2 separate regions of the Sus scrofa genome follow, and region 1 is linked to region 2. The links are chromatin contacts, called in public HiChIP or PLAC-seq maps. All regions are on one chromosome and are shown on one strand. Each heading gives the region's core, a stretch centred on a gene start, on an enhancer-like site or on the middle of the called end of the contact. The rest is flanking DNA. Distances are from core to core; before and after follow the strand shown. Region 1 has its middle 30 kb from the start of USP3. Region 2 overlaps USP3 (ubiquitin carboxyl-terminal hydrolase 3).

Evidence for each region. HiChIP or PLAC-seq counts read pairs in DNA pulled down with a chosen protein or histone mark.
Region 1: a contact with region 2 is called in an H3K27ac HiChIP or PLAC-seq map of alveolar macrophages. The contact joins two enhancer-like sites. A contact is called at or near these places in 6 of 47 Hi-C or Micro-C datasets (alveolar macrophages, blood, embryonic fibroblasts and 2 more) and 1 of 2 datasets of contacts at active chromatin or transcription factors (alveolar macrophages).

Annotation. Positions count from the first base shown.
Region 1 is chr1:108,543,964-108,547,711 of Sscrofa11.1, forward strand. No RefSeq gene overlaps it. Among named protein-coding and RNA genes, the nearest start is that of USP3, 30 kb to the left of the region's middle. Within about 2 kb of position 2,353, at least 14 of the 83 cell types and tissues checked have an H3K27ac peak or open chromatin away from gene starts, as enhancers often do. A contact at or near this core is called in alveolar macrophages, where this site is marked.
Region 2 is chr1:108,478,629-108,482,340 of Sscrofa11.1, forward strand. All of the region lies in intron 4 of USP3 (ubiquitin carboxyl-terminal hydrolase 3), which reads right to left. Among named protein-coding and RNA genes, the nearest start is that of USP3, 35 kb to the right of the region's middle. Within about 2 kb of position 2,068, at least 3 of the 83 cell types and tissues checked have an H3K27ac peak or open chromatin away from gene starts, as enhancers often do. A contact at or near this core is called in alveolar macrophages, where this site is marked.

The DNA.
Region 1 (3,748 bases), core at 1,103-3,602, 66 kb after region 2:
GGCCACAGCCTCATCTGGCTGCTGCTGGGAACCAGCAGGCCAGGCTCTCCACCTGCTTCCCTCTGGGCTGCACTGAAGAGGCTGCCTCCCTGCAGGCAGCCTTTGGCCAGGCCCCTGGAGCCACAGAAGACCCCAGTGGGCAGCCCGATCTGTGTGGGGGTGGAGGACTTGTTGTCCCTCATTCCAAAGCTCCTCTCAATGCGAGCTCCAGCTGGGGTGACGGTTTGGCAGCCTGAAGGCTCTCCCCTCCCCACCACCCAACTAGTGTCCAGCTTCCTCCTGAGAGTCTTCCCCCATGTCCTCTTAGCTCCTGGCCCACCAGCTATCTAGGGTGAAGCTACTCTGCTGAATTTCAATCTAGAACTTGCTTTCTCGCTTGCCACTAGTGGACACATTTATTTTATTAATTTTTTTTTGCTTTTTAGGGCCGCATATAGAAGTTCCTAGGCCCATGCCAAAGCCACAGCAATGCCAGATCCAAGCCTCATCTGCAACCTACGCCACATGCTTAACCTACTGAGCAAGGCTGGGTATTGAACCCACATCCTCCTGGACACTAGGCAAGTTCATAACCTGCTGAGCCACAACAGGAATGCAAGACATACATTTAAATCTCCACCCCCTCTGGCTTCATACTTGATTTTTCATTGATTCCTGCTAACACTTTCTTTTGGTGACTTAACAAGGACAGATGACAGGCATGGTTGATGGCTCCTCCCTCACTTGTCCCTGGTCTGTCACAGTCATGATATGATAGACTCTAAGAAGATAGTTCTTGAGGAAAAAAGGATGGCGGAAAGGGGGAGAGAAAAAAATTGATCTTCATTTTTGTGCCCAAGCCAGCCCTCATCAGCAGAAAGCACACCCACCAGCCCCTGAGATGCTTGCCTGCCAGCACTTTAGAACTTCTGGCTCTTCTGAAGGGAGCTGTCACAGGGAGACAGATGTAAAAGAGCTGGGGCTTGGAGTTCCTGTTGAGGCTCAGTGGTTAACGACTAGTATCCATGAGGACATGGTTTCGATCCTTGGCCTCGCTCAGTGGGCTAAGGATCCGGTGTTGCCATGGGCTGTGGGGTAGGTGGCAGACTCGGCTTGGATGTGGCATTGCTGTGGCTGTGGTGTAGGCTGGCAGCTACAGCTCTGATTGGATCCCTAGCCTGGGAACCTCCATGTGCCTCGGGTGCGCTAAAAAGGCAAACAAACAAAAAAAAAAAAAAAAAAGAAAGAAAGAGCTGGAATTTTTCAGACCAGAATGGAAGAGCCTAGAGGCCCATCTCAAGCCTCCCTCCTGGCAGCTAAGGCTAAAATTGCCCACAACACTGAAATCACAGTTTAAGAATGGTAGTGCAATAACCCCCTCTTCCTCTTTTCTGTGTCAAGAACTCCTACCCATCCCTCCAAGCCCAGCTCAACCTTGTACTTCTGGTATCTGAGCACTGGTCAGGACTCCTTCTTCTGTGTGCCCCATGGGGTGTGCCAAGGGTCTATGAAACCTTGGGTGTGGGAGGGCAGAATGATTAGCACAGCACCCTTCCTCTCTCCCCTGAGAGGGTGTCCTTGTGAGGTTCCCTAGATATCACGTATGTATGTGGACAGGTGCTCTAAGCTACAAAGCACCATATTAAAAATAATATTTATCATTAGTTCCTTGTACCTGTTCCCAAACTGTGAGCTCTTTGCATGACAAGGATGATTTATTTAAAAAAGAAAAAGTGTAGCCTCAATACCACACAATGGTGGGCAAAGAATAAGCCATTTGATGGATGTGCCAGGCAGGAGAGCTGCCTTAACACAGGCCCACAGCCTGGCCAGGAAGGCTGGCACCTGGCTCTGAAGAGCAGCGCAGCAGTTAGCTCTCCCTAGCTGAGGCCCCTAGCTGTCTGCTGCTTTGTTCTCTGAAACTCCTGTGATCACATTCACCTGTTTCCAGGAGCTCCTGCTATCAACTCTTCTGGACTCCTGGCACCTCCCACCTGCTGACCCAGCACTTGACCATGGCCTTCCTCCTTCCTCAGCACTTCCACCACCTCCTAGCAGCTTCCCCAGCAATGATCCGTGCATGAGTGACTCAGGGTTTATCTTAGTAAGCCAGGCTTTGGGGCCTCATGTGTGGCTCAAAGCTCAATACATTCATCCCATAGTTACACACAAATTGGTATTGTGAACTGCTGGGCCAGTAGTGGTGGAAAGAGCAGGGGTAGACCTGGGGTTAGATAGTGGCTCAGCTACTAACTAGCTGTGTGATCATGACCAGCTGCTGAACTTCTTAGAATCTCAGTTTTCTCAACTGTGCAAGGGGATACACACACACACACACACCCTAACTCATAGGGTGACTGTGAAGAGTAAATACTATGACACATACTAAGCCTCTGGCCTTATGCTGATACAATGCAGAGTCTCAGTGTTTCCTCCCTTTCCTTCTTTCAGCTAAGTCTCTTCCAAGCCTGAAAGTCCATGAGCCTTTGAAACACATGTTCCCATGTTAAACTATAACTTGGAAAGGTGACCAAGCTGCTAGCAAGTTTAGCTTCCCAGAGGAACAAAGATCTCAGGTGACCGGGACAACCTCTGTGTCCCACATTCCCTGGAACTGACCTCCCACTCCTTGGGTGCTGTGGGCAATGACAGCTCACACACCACACTTGACCGAGGAAATGAGAGCAGGATCAGTCCTCAGGGAGGTGATGAGTGAGCAAAAGCCCTGAGGCCTGGGCATGACTGTGGGGCTTAGAGAGGGCAGTGGCCTGAGACTAGGTGAGTCTGCATGCATCTGGAAAGAAAGGGCTTAGCCAGGGACATGCTGCGCTCCTGCAGCCTAACACAGACTCCCATGGAGACAGAAGAAAGAAGGGAGGTGGCTCTGGCCTCAGCCTTCCTCTCCAGAAGGGCAAAATGGGGAGATTTGGGAGCTGCCAAACTGAACAGAAATATGGGGCTGGGGGAGCCAGTAGAGCCAGCTCACTGTTCTCCTTGAGGGCAGTGGTTCTGAGAGCCCAGGACCAGCGGCTGCAGAATCAGCTGGGTTTGGTATCATTTTAGATCAGCGGGCTCCACATTGGATACCTCAATACAGACCCAGCCATCTGTATTCTTTTTTTGTTGTTGTTTAGGGCATATGGAAGTTCTCAGGCTAGGGGCTGAATTGGAGCTGCAGCTGCCAGCCTATGCCAGAGCCATAGCAACGCCAGATCCGAGCCTCGTCTGCAACCTACACCACAGCTCATGGCAATGCCAGATCCTTAACCCACTTAGCAAGGCCAGGGATCAAACCCAAATCATCCTGGATACTAGTTGGATTTTTAACCTGCTGAGCCACAATGGGAACTCCTGTATTATAATAAGCCCTATGAGTGATGCTGATTCTCGCCAAAGTTTGAGGACCTTCACTTTGGGGGAGGCTTTTATTCATTTATCTGAAATTTCCTTCCCATTTTCAAGTAGTGAGAGGCGGCATGACAGTGAACCAGTCATAACCTTTAGAGACAAGAAGGTCTGAGTTCATGCCCTGGCCCTGTCCCTAAGTAGCTCTGGGGCCTTGGACAAATCCATTAGGCTCTCTGAACCCTGATTTTCTTAAGCATAAAATATCTACCTTGCAGGATTAAGTGGTTAGGTTTAGAGAGAATGTGCAGAAAGCATTTAGCAGAGTGCCTGGCACATAGTCGCTGCTCGCCACCACCAGCACCACTATCCTTACAACCACCCTGGCTGCAAAGAGGTCCCTGGGTGAGTGACAACTGGAGCT
Region 2 (3,712 bases), core at 818-3,317:
CTCTACTTTTGGAGTTCTTGCGGCTCAGCAGGTTAAGGATCGGCATTGTCACTGTAGCAGCTCAGGTCACTGCTATGGCGTGGGTTTGATCCCTGCCTCAGGAACTTCCACATGCATGCGTGCAGCCAAAAAATAAAAACTATTTTTATAGGTGCTTAGAATCTAAAATACAAGTCCTTTTTCCATACATATGAATTGATGCAGATTTCATAATATTCCTTTGTATGAAAAGAGGGCTTTAAAACATTACCCTGCCAAGGAAGCAAAAATTGTTGTAATTTAGTTTTAATATTTCTTTCATATTTTGAATTCTTAGAAATTTAGCTACTGTTGATGAGTTGATGAGACTATGTCAGATGCCAGAAATTATTTGTTCAGTATTTTAAATCTATTAACTCCAAATGTCTATCTACATAAGAAGTCAAATAAAAGTTCCTCATTTTAATCTTTGCTTCTTCTCAATTTTAATCTTTCTTTCTTTTGAATATAATAATGTATGCTATGAATAATTCTATTTGTATTGACTGAGGGAGGAAATTTGGGGTGGGAGGAAAAAAAATATTACCGAACATACAACTGATGTGAACACTTGCCCTTGTGCGAAAATCTTGAGATTTTCACTTTTATTAAAATCTTCATTTGTCTCCTAAAGGAGTGGGTTTGTTTCAAAACAAAATTATTCCTTTTGATGTTGCTTTCCCTCTTTTGAAATCACGACCCAGTTTTACATTGTTCTGCTTGGTTAATCTCTGCTTCCTCTAGACACCTAGTTTATATCAGAAGTAAAGGGAGCTGCTCTGCAAGGGTGTTCCTCTCGGGAAATAAATGGAATAGCTCACATACGCTGTAATTTGAATCTTCTTCAAGAAAAACGTTCTGCAGCTCTTCAGTCCTCCAAGAGGATCAGGAGAGCACAGCAATGTAGATTTGGTATAACCTTCCCCGTTTTGGAAGATAGTTAACAAAATTCAATCTTTCAAACATCTACTGCCTGCTCTGCATGATGCAAAGATTTGACATATGTTTCCTGCAGTCCCCAAGGACATTTACAAATAACTAATGTGCAGCAGGAAATTACAAGTATCCTAAGAACTATGAGTTTAGGAGAGATTATATTCAGCTACAATTGGAGCTGAGAAGGGAGTGCAGACAGCTTCATAAAGGATACGCAAAGATCAGACAGGGCAGGGACTCTTGGAAAAGGGAAAATAAGGATAGAAAAACCCTAAGCCTCAGAACAAGCTTCAACTTCTTCAGAGCACAGAGCACATGGAAAAGGAACTTTAACATTAGCTACAGTCGAAATATTTTTACTATAGCATAGTAATTAATAATCAAATTAAATCTAATACACCAGTATTCTACCTCTGAAGCAAACCATTCAGTCTAACCACAAGAAATTTCTGTACAAGGAAAATTTACAAGGTGAAGCGAAACTACTAAGGTGCACTGGGAAAAAACACATGCCCGCACGCACCATACAGAAGAAAACCTTTTTTGTTTGTCTCTTAATTATAGTGAAGTGTAGGCAAAATGTTAATTTAAACTACAGCTTCATCAGTTTACTACTATTGCAGATTCCCTTTAGGCTGTCAGTATAATGCTACAGGGTAATTCTCTGGCATTTTCTTCTAAAGCCACAAATGAGATGGTTATGTGACCAGCTGCAGCTCCCTTCCTGCATTTCAGAAGCTCTGGGTGTCCACACAGACAGCTCTGTATAACTTCACACAAAAGACTGGCAATTATCCAAGAAGCCCCTGCCATGGCGTATATTCCCCAAGGTTCAAGATTTGCCATTTAATTCCAATTCACCCATGAAACAACTTGTACTTTAACACACTATACCAATATAAAACAAATTAAATTCTAATGCTAATTAATAAAGGTATTCCTCCAAAATGCAATTACAAAGTAATTAAAGTATATAATCTATATTTTTAAAGAGACCTACAAATATAATTCCATTCCATTAAGAAAATTGCAACATAATCCCTTAACTCTCCTCAAAGAGTTACTATTTCCTCATAATCTTACCAACAGCAAAAAAACCCCACTGCCACAGGATTTAGTTGTATTGCCAAACTTCCCCATTATGTATTTCACGCACATTGCTAACTGAAAATCAAGAAGCATGTTTTAAACATCTGGTACGTACACGTTGACATGACCTATAATGACTGTTATGAGACAGATACCTCAAGAATGATCTTAATTTCTGCTGTCTAAAGAGAAATACTTACAATCTTATAGAAACACGTGATTCTGTCAATTAGGTAGCTATGTCATTCTAGTATATAAGTGTCCTGAGGGAAAGGGGGAAAAACTAAAGCAAACACTTTAACAGCTTGGCTAACACAGCTTTTGTAGGAAGGAGTAATTTATAAGAGCAAATAGCAATAAACTGAACACTAAGTCTTGTATAAAAATCCTGGGGAGGAGTTCCCGTCGTGGCGCAGTGGTTAACGAATCCGACTATGAACCATGAGGTCGCGGGTTGGTCCCTGCCCTTGCTCAGTGGGTTAACGATCTGGCGTTGCCGTGAGCTGTGGTGTAGGTTGCAGACTCGGCTCGGATCCCGCGTTGCTGTGGCTCTGGCGTAGGCCGGTAGCTACAGCTCCAATTCAACCCCTAGCCTGGGAACCTCCATATGCCGCGGAAGCGGCCCAAGAGATAGCAATAACAACAACAACAAACAACAACAACAAAAAACAGACAAAAAAAAAAAAAAATCCTGGGGAGATTTTCACTTTTACTGACATCTTCATCTACCTCTAGGTTGTCTCTTCCACATCTGGACATCTTCTACACAAAGGATCACTGACATAGTAGTGATCTGGATGACTAAACCTTACAATGTTTTATTCAACAACCACAATGTAATGGTGTCAACCTGTAAAAGTGTAAACTTGGGAAGCCACTGACTTTTTCCCTTCCTTTTGATGAACACCTTTCTATAATACAATCATCAACTAAGGACGATGTAGAAAGGATTAGCACACAATTTCAGCAGAAAGCATTAATCGAAAGGGATAGCTGGATTTTAAATCCCCACCCTTGCTCAGTACTACCTTGACATTCAGGGGCTATATGCTTCCCCGCCAAAAAAGGGGGGATCTTTTCAATGTCTTGGGTTGTTTTTTTTTTTCCTCTCAATTTCAAAAACCTTCTGAATTCAGTACAATGACTAAAACAATAAAGACTTATCCCTAATTTACTGGTCAAGGAAAGCAATTTACTTCATAATAAAGTTAAAACTATAAAATAAACTTTTTGAGCATATCAAATGAATACAGATTTATTGAATATCAACTGTAACCTTATTAATACTAAATAACCTGATCTACTAAGAAAAATACTTCATTGTTATTTATGATACAAATATGAGTATTATATTACCAAGAGAGAACAGGGTCTCCAGTATCCTTTTAAAGAATGTGATATTTTTAAAAAAATTAGCCTAAAAGGCTACATACAAAATTCCTGACATTTATCTACAGAAGAGGATAGTGGAACTGTGCTGAAACAGGGTAGACTGCCAAAATAATTTTTTAAACAGAGAAGTTAACATTTTAAGATTATATAACAAAATGTTAACGGGACAGTAGGAACATGTGTTTTTATTGGGGAGGGGGACACTTGAGTTTTTATCATATTATTCTTCAATTAAAAAGAAAGCAAGAAAAGAAAAAGAACTGTAATGAACAACAAC